Regions from separate parts of the Mus musculus genome. Here regions 2 and 3 are each linked to region 1. Evidence: chromatin contacts called from public promoter capture Hi-C data. All regions are on one chromosome and are shown on one strand. The core of a region is the stretch at or near the end of the contact, and the rest is flanking DNA. Distances in the headings are between cores, read along the strand shown. Region 1 holds the start of Gstm1 (glutathione S-transferase, mu 1). Region 2 holds the start of Tmem167b (transmembrane protein 167B). Region 3 holds the start of Clcc1 (chloride channel CLIC-like 1).

Evidence for each region. Promoter capture Hi-C pulls out the DNA fragments that hold promoters and counts their contacts.
Region 2: a contact with region 1 is called in a promoter capture Hi-C map of liver, with 2.2 times the contacts expected there. The contact joins the promoter of Tmem167b here to the promoter of Gstm1 in region 1. A contact is called at or near these places in 2 of 39 promoter capture datasets (the 3T3-L1 cell line and liver) and 1 of 115 datasets of contacts at active chromatin or transcription factors (pancreatic cancer cells).
Region 3: a contact with region 1 is called in a promoter capture Hi-C map of liver, with 2.0 times the contacts expected there. The contact joins the promoter of Clcc1 here to the promoter of Gstm1 in region 1. A contact is called at or near these places in 1 of 39 promoter capture datasets (liver) and 2 of 115 datasets of contacts at active chromatin or transcription factors (bone marrow-derived macrophages and pancreatic cancer cells).

The regions. Positions count from the first base shown.
Region 1 is chr3:108,016,448-108,019,520 of GRCm38.p6, reverse strand. Gstm1 (glutathione S-transferase, mu 1) reads left to right here and starts at 1,548. Exons shown (of 8, transcript NM_010358.5): 1 at 1,548-1,781; 2 at 2,095-2,170; 3 at 2,573-2,637; 4 at 2,921-3,002. The coding sequence starts at 1,746.
Region 2 is chr3:108,561,202-108,563,984 of GRCm38.p6, reverse strand. Tmem167b (transmembrane protein 167B) reads left to right here and starts at 1,519. Exons shown (of 3, transcript NM_026198.2): 1 at 1,519-1,714. The coding sequence starts at 1,705.
Region 3 is chr3:108,652,644-108,655,343 of GRCm38.p6, reverse strand. It overlaps Clcc1 (chloride channel CLIC-like 1), which reads right to left and starts at 1,431. Exons shown (of 12, transcript NM_145543.2): 1 at 1,364-1,431.

The DNA of each region.
Region 1 (3,073 bases), core at 299-2,798:
GTCCCCACAGTTCCCTGCTGCCTTTCAGGGACCTTTCTCATTCAAAGGGACAATGATCTCGGACTCTGGGGACCCTGCATTGAGAACTTGCTGTCCTAGCCCTTATCCCTGTCTGCAGATAGATTCTGTCCTCTGAAGGGCTCCAGGGCTCTGGCTCCCTTCCCAGGCCCTCTGAGTCCTTGTCCTAGACAGTATGGATTCCTTCTGCTTTCTTCCACTCCTCCTTCTCTACTTCCCACAGTGTGTGACAATCTGCTGAAGTGCCTCATTCATACTTGCAAAATATGTCCCTGTAGTTCCCACCAAACTGCTGCTAAAGCCCCAGTGACATGGTCACTTTTCGTGCATCCTCACCAAGACCTGCAGAACATGTGGTTTCTTTAATGTCCTAGGATGAGATGGCCTCTGCTTGCCCCCTGCAACCTCACTGCACAGCTCCTATGTGGGTGACATGATATGTTGCCTTCATACCCCGTAGTCCCAGTAAAGGATGATTTAATCCCAAAATGTACGTCCTGCAGAGCAACAGCCTTGGCCTTTGACTTGTAAACTCATTTTAGTCTCCCCTTCCATCAAGCCTCTTGGTTGTCTGCAAAAAAGAAAGTAAACAGGTAGGACAGTGTTCTTGGGAGGACATTGACCTTGTGAAGGTAATACTACAGGGCATATACTACTTGTGAAGGATATACTACTATATATCTCAGGGTAACCTGAAAGGTCATTTGAGCCACCCTGTCATATACAAACGCATGTCCGGAGCCTGGGCCAGGTCCTGCATTTAGGGACAGCTGAGGGTCTTGCTTTGGGCTCCCATGTGTACAGCATCCTGGTATCCCTTGAAAGCAAACTTCTTGGGTCACATGCTCTCCCTCTCTATGGCACAACCCAGCGTGGGCTCTTTTTCTCCCTTGTGCTCTGCTGGGTTTTGTCAGCTGACTGTTGTCCACAGCTGTGGCTTCCCTCAAACTTCCGGCCCCTCTGTGGTTGGTACTTGAATTTAGATTCATAAACACGGCCAAAATACAGATTAGTTTTTTAATAACTGATAACAGTTCTCAAACCCCCTAAAGGAAAATACGGAGCCCTGTTTATCTCTGCCTTGGGGTTGTTTCCATGTCACCGACTGTTCCTGTAACTTGAGGCTGTGTGCGCAAAAATCCGGTACCTGTCAGACTGACAGAGTTCTTTCCATGACGATAAGTGCTACATTAAACTCTCAGGTCGGGGGCTCTCGCCTTTTTGTCTTTAAGCTGAGAGTTGAGCCTCCCCAATGACAGATTCCCACAGTCTGGGTGTGAAAACCGAGCTCTGCAAAAGAAAGGAAGGCGGGAGAACACCCACCCAATGTTCTTTCGCTGTCTGGCCAGACTCCAGGCAAAGTGCTAGCTAGTCTAGGGAGCATCCAGCAGGCGGCGATGGCGGCAGTCGCTAAGAGGGTTTCGGGGGAAGCAGGAGAGCAGATTCTGTTTCAGCGTGTGCAAAACAGAATCCCGGGACAGAGGCCGCTAAGGATCTTAACCCCGCCTCTCCCGGAGAGGGTGTGGCCTCTGCCTTCCGCTTTAGGGTCTGCTGCTCTGGTTACAGACCTAGGAAGGGGAGTGCCTAATTGGGATTGGTGCAGGGTTGGGAGGGACCCGCTGTTTTGTCCTGCCCACGTTTCTCTAGTAGTCTGTATAAAGTCACAACTCCAAACACACAGGTCAGTCCTGCTGAAGCCAGTTTGAGAAGACCACAGCACCAGCACCATGCCTATGATACTGGGATACTGGAACGTCCGCGGAGTGAGAGAGGGGTCCACTTGGAGGGTGGGACTGGGATGTGAAGCAGAAAGTTCTTAAGAGCAGGAGCCCTTCCTACAGCGGGTACTCTTCAGCTCTCACTGGAATCTCCTGCCTGTAGCTCTCAGCGCTCAGTTTACGCACTTGGGTGGCTGTGTGTGTGTGCGTGCGCGCGCGCGTATGTGTGTGGTGTGCACATGCACGTGCGGGGTGACGGCGTTTGTGCAGTGTGGGAGGTCTCAACGGGTGAAGATGAAGTCATACAAAGAAGTCCCCACAATGTCTGACCTCTGTCTCTTCTGGTCATCTCTCCCAGCTGACACACCCGATCCGCATGCTCCTGGAATACACAGACTCAAGCTATGATGAGAAGAGATACACCATGGGTGACGGTAATGCCACCTTCCTGGTCAGACACCTGCTTCCCTCTTACCTATCAAACTATGCCTAGATTTCCCGTTATTTAGCCCTGCTGGTCTCCCTCTAGCTAAAGATAGAGGCTGCTGCTTCCAGAAACCTCTTTGAGAGTGCAGTTTGATTTTCCAATATAGATCATGGAGAATGGAGTTCCTTGGTCCATTTGTATTTATAATTCGACAGAATTCACTACTGGGGTCTTATTGGGTCCAGGCTGCCTTTATTATCAGTTGTTATTCAGACCCTTCTCCACATTGGAAAGTAACTCTCTGTAACAGGTTGCAGAGGCCCTGCCTTAGGGGTTCTTGCTACTGGTCGATAATCTGTAGAAGGGTGGGACAGTGGGGTAATGCCTTTTCACATCTTCTTGTTTACAGCTCCCGACTTTGACAGAAGCCAGTGGCTGAATGAGAAGTTCAAGCTGGGCCTGGACTTTCCCAATGTAGGTGCAGGGGAGGAGAGGTTTGGGGAAGACACGGTGATCTCACCTCATCTCCTGGCCTGGCTGAGGGTTTAGGATCAGTGTTTCTGCTCTCCTGCTCCATCCCTGCTGGCTGCACAGTGTTCTGTGATGGGCTGTGCCCCAGCTCTCTCATTCAGTGCACACTGTGCCCATGGAGGGCTTCCCATGGCAGGCACACTGTCAGGCCCTGTGTCTTCTCTCACCCAGAGAAAGGATTCAGGTACCCCATATCCCATCTGACCCTCCCTGCTTGTCCATCCAGCTGCCTTACTTGATCGATGGATCACACAAGATCACCCAGAGCAATGCCATCCTGCGCTACCTTGCCCGAAAGCACCACCTGGGTGAGTGGGGCTGGCCACAGGGTGGGAGATGGGGGATAATCTCCTCGGCTTGGCAAGGTTGGGATGCCTAG
Region 2 (2,783 bases), core at 270-2,769, 540 kb before region 1:
ACTAAGCCATCTCTGCAGTCCTGTCTTGCTTTGTGGAATGTCCTGTGTGTATACACACATATGTAATCCAAGTGATTATATTAGTGATTATGTTAGGGTTTTTCTATATATCTTTTGGTTTTTGATGCTGTAATTTCTTAATTTGAGTATATTTTTTTCAATGACTCTTTTTTTTCTTCTTCTGGTTTTTCAAGACAGGGTTTCTCTGTATAGCCCTAGCTGTCCTGGAACTCACTCTGTAGACCAGGCTGGCCTCGAACTCAGAAATCCGCCTGCCTCTGCCTCCCAAGTGCTGGGATTAAAGGCGTGTGCCATCACTGCCCGGCTCAAGTACTCTTTCCTACATCAAACACTGTGGCTACTCTACTAGTGGTTTCCTCCTCTTGACTGTCCATTCCAAGTCTTCTGACAGTTTTGTTCTAGGTAACCAGGCGGTTCACAGCCAGCAGATGGCACTGTAGCAGGAATGGACAGAATTCTTAGGTTTCTGAGTGCAGCACTTTCAGTCAGACTCTAGAAAAGCAGACCCAGCTGTCTATAATTGAAGGTCCCAGTTTACAAAGCAGAACCTAAAGCTTTGTTCCCTGCACGCCAGCCCACCATTAGACTGTCATCATCTAGTCAAAACATCTTCAGAGAAGCCAGGGTACATTTCTGAAGAGGTGAGGCCAGCATGACTTAAACTCTGCAGATAAAGGAAACTATCCTGGTAATTTAAGGAAAAGAAAGTCATTCTAACAAACAGGAAGCTGTCTGAATGCTTCTGACAACCGAAAGCTTTAGGATCGGAAGCATGTGGCTTTTGTTATAGTTTCTTATTCCGTTTACGAAAGTCAGAGGCAGCTTGGCTAGATTTCCGCAAGAAGCCACCTAACAAGGGCTGTCCCAGGAGTCCGAGCAACTACTGTGGTATCCCCCTCAGCACTCAAACTCTCGTCGGGTTTCAGATATTACAGCACATATTACTGCTGCAGAGCATAGAAGCAAAACAAACAAACAAAACAAAACAAAACAAACAAGCCGTGTCCCCAAGAACGGTCCAACTATCCTGACAGTGGTGACGTTTTCAGCTTGGTATGGTAAGATACAGTGACCCTGCTGTAGTATACACACGTGCGCCACCTTACGTGCAATTGCTTCGCATTATAGCCTGGTTCCCAAGTGTTTTCTCTTGGAACTGTACCTGATTTCACTACCAGTTGTCACCTAAATAAGTTGGAGGAAACGGGATGGCTTTCTTTTGTTTCTTGGTCATGAATCACTGGAACCCTAAGTTTTGTTCTCAAGTAGATACAACGGGGAACGACATGTTCTGGCACACTGAACATGTGTCACAGAGCAATCCCTACAGCCTTTATTTTTCAAACACACTGTCTGGGTCCAGTCGGTCTAATTAGACAGGAGCAAGCAGGCGGACTTCCGGTTGCCATGACCACAAAGGAAGCCTCGCCCAACACGCTCTCCTCCCACTACGTAGGGACGCAGACGCTACGCAGGCAGGGCGAGGCTTTGGCTCGACGATCAGCTAATTATGCCTGATTGAGTTCGGCGTTTCTCTCGCTCGGCTCTCGCGCTTGCGTACTACGGCTCGTTCCCCGTCACCACGGCCCGGATCGGGAAGTGTCAAGTGGGAGCCGGGTTCCCCCGCATTTGCAGCCGCCACAGCTGAACCCGGACCCCTCACCCCAGCCGGGCACTACCGCCATGACGAACGGTGAGAGCTGGGGGCCCGAGCGGAGGGTGGCGGTAGAGGACTGGGACCAAACGTGGCGGGCGGGGCTAGACTGACGTGGCCGTTCCCCCCGCCCCCTCCCAGCCCGGCCCCCCTGGACCTTGGGGAGCCCCTAACTCCTGTCTGGGATGCTCCTTGCAGTTTCTCTTTTCTCAAGCCCATCAAGGTACCCTAGTGCCACACCTGACTTTTCGTTATCACCCTTTACTCTCTTTTCTTTCCTAGAAGTTGGTTCTGGCCGCTGGGGAGGTCGTTCACTATAGAATTATGTTGTTAGTCCCCAGGGGAGAGAAGCTGTTATCCAGTTCCCTAAGGTCTCATACTTTCTGACAGTAAGCTGGTTGAAAGGACTTAGTAATGGTATCAAATCCCACCGTTTGCGGGGGAGGTGATTGTAGACAACCCCCAAAGTTTTTTGTTTGTTTGTTTATTTTGTTAATTTAAAAGACACCAAAAAAAGCCTTCATTCGTTTGACTAAAGTCCTAGTTGGGTGGCTCCATCTGGAGCTTCTGGCTAATACCGCAAAGGGTGGATTTAGAAGCCGCCTTTTATTAGTGATGGAGCACTTGTAATTTTTCCAGATTGCTTCAAACAATTTTATAGTCATGATTTTCAGGTTCTAGAGCATGAATTAAGACCTTTATAGTCAGTCTTACAGGAACGGAAATAAGAAAGCCTTTTCTAGGTACTATGATTGGAGAGGCTCGGGAAAGTATTTCTCATAGACTTCCATAGACGTGACACTGAAGACTGAAATGTCATTTCCTTGTGAATTTTGGCATTGTCTCTTAACTTATAGGAGTAAAAGAGCAAGACATAAAGGCATCCATAGAAACTGTCTGTGAGCTGACTGATATACTGGAACTAGCTGTGAAATAGTTTCACTGGAAGAAGTCAGTATAGTCCAGAACTGGCGGGAACCGACAAAGACCCTGATTGTATATAATATCCATTTGAAGCTTTCTGGGTAGTCAGTCTTACCATAGTACACAAAGTTAAAGAAGGAACGGAGGAAGACATAGTGTAAACTAGGAAATAAAATATTCTGGC
Region 3 (2,700 bases), core at 182-2,681, 640 kb before region 1:
ACCTGCTTCGAGCTTATTTTAAAGACAAGTCTCTGAGATAGGGCCAGCCAGTGCTACATAGACTGACTCGGAAAAACAAAAACATCACAAAAATCTTCCTATGTTGCCTCAGTTTATGAAAAAAACCTGCGTTACTCTATGACTTGTCGGTGGACACCAGTTAGTTTGTATCATTTTCTCATTGCCTCAACTACAACACATGTACTCCAGTGCGCACAATAATAGTATATAAAAAAACATACTCATACAATAATAGAGGACATTTTGTTACTGAAACATATGCTCCTTTAATCCTTACAAAAACTCTTGGAAAGGGCACCACTGTCTCAATCCCAGAAAAAACGGGTAACATGCCCATGGCCTCTGAGCTCTGAGAGGTTCCTTGGAGGTTAGGGTTCAAAAGCGGGTGAGGAAACTCTGCTGGGTCTTATCACACAGGTGGGAAAACCAGAAAAGGGGCTTCTCACAGGGGCGGCCTCTGGCTTAGCTCTTAAGATGTGCAGGCTGATTGACAGCCACGAAATGGAAACCCTCAAGAAAGTCACTGATTTCAAAGAATCAGAGGTCTAACCAACCAGCCAAGCAGGACTAACCGGGTTAAGGGAAGTCAAATTCTCGGTTATCTTAGAAGCGGGAAGTCGCTATTTAGCTCACGCGTGTTCTTGTCCTTTCCTGGCAATTGAGGTTGTTTTTTTCTGTTTGTTTGTTTGTTTGTTTTTCGAAACGAGGTTTCTCGGTGTATCCTGGAAACGCTGTAGACCAGGCAGGCCTCGAACTCAGAGATCCGCCTGCCTTTGCCTCCGGAGTGCTGGGATTAAAGGGTGCCCACCGCCCACCAGACAATTTTCATTTCCAATATGTGCCCAGACAACGCTGAGAAGAGCACTTTTATAATCAGTATCATGGAGAAAACCTGACGTTTTGCACCTAATTATAAACCCACAGACTTACAGCATCAACTAACTTAATATACTCAAATTAAATTTGGAGTTTCATACCATTACTCCAACAAATCCAATATATATATATAATTTTTTGGCCGTCAGTATTTGTTGCAGATTCTGCCAAGGTTTCAGATAACACAAGCAAGGATGCTCTTGCCCCAGGGTGGGCCGCTCGGTATATTCGCAGGGTTAGCCGAGACAAGGGGAATGACTGGCGGGCGCTGTCTACCCGCGTAAGACGGAACAGGGAATCGCCACGGGCCCAGGCCCCGGCACCTCTCACGCTGCCGCGCCGCCTCCCACGCAGACCCGCGGGCCGCCCCGACACACCGAAGAGCGCCCACTCACGTCGAGGGTCCTGCCTGCTCTTTCAGAGGGACCCGGGCCAGCCCGGCCGCGGAAGACGCCGAGCCGCCTACCTCAAACACGGTGCACTCGGACTGGAGTCCCGAGCGGACTCATCGACTCGCTCGGCCCGCAGCTGTGCGGCCTTCCCGCGCGCGTTGCTGATTGGCTGCGCCGCGGGGGCGGAGGCGGGGGCGGGACCAGGCCGCGCTCCTCTGCTCTGAAGTAAGGGCTTTTCAATTACCCAACCACCAGTTCAGTTCAGACGGTCGTGGCTAAAGGAGCCAAGTACGTCTAAATAAGTAAATAAGTAATAAGTAAATAAGGAAAGAAAAGAAAGAAAGAAAGAAAGAAAGAAAGAAAGAAAGAAAGAAAGAAAGAAAGAAAGAAAGAAAGAAAGAAAGAAAGAAAGAAAGAAAGAAAAAGAGAGAGAGAGAGAGAGAGAGAGAGAGAGAAAGAAAGAGGGGGGAGGGAGGGAGAGAAGGAGAGAGAGAGAGATAGAGAGAGAGATCTACTTCGAACATAACTTTCTAAGTGGAAGATAATGGTTAACTAGTACTATATATAGTGAGGGAGGCAAATGGGAGTTTGGACGTAAGGTTTGTTTTGTGTTTATCTTCAACTTCTGGCTTTGCAGTTTCCAAAGTGTCCAAAGAGGAACCCCACCCCAGAAATGAATACAAAAACTAACTGGCAATGAGACACTGTTAGTATTTAATTTGGTATTCTTGGGTATACATACATCATTTACAACTTTTTAAGATTTGTAGTCGTTTTAGATTTATTTCATATGTATGAGTGCTTTGCTTCATATAGTATGTGTTCCACGTGCGTGTCTAGTACATACAGGGGTCAGAAGAGGGGGTTGGATCCCCCTAGATAGGAAGTCCCAGATAATTGTGGCACCAACACGTATTTTCTTTTTAATTCTGATTGTGTTTCTGCATATGAATGCAGTTGCCAGCAGAGGTCAGAGCTGCAGTTGCCAGCAGAGCATCAGGTACCTGAGATGCAGAGTTATCGGTGATCTTGAGCCACAAAACTCGGTTGCTGGAAACCGAACTTGAGTTCTTTTAACAGCTAAGCCACTTCTCCAGCCCCATTGCTACTGTGGCTGGTAGCCTTTCAGATGTAGATGATAAGATCCTACTGCTGTAGCAACCATGTGTGTACAGAAGTCAAGATGGAACTGGACTGAATGCTTACTCTGGAAGGTTAGCTTTCATAACATAAGGATGCCTTATGGAAGAAGTCACCAGCAGTCTTGCCCTGCTGTGACCTTGTATGTTACCCGGCTGCCCTCCCAGGCAAGATGTACCCACATTTGCAATAGTGGCAAACTGTTAAGTGGGTAGCCATCTTCTTTCCAGCTTGATTTGAGGCCCACTCCATAGGAGGGGATTCATGTCCG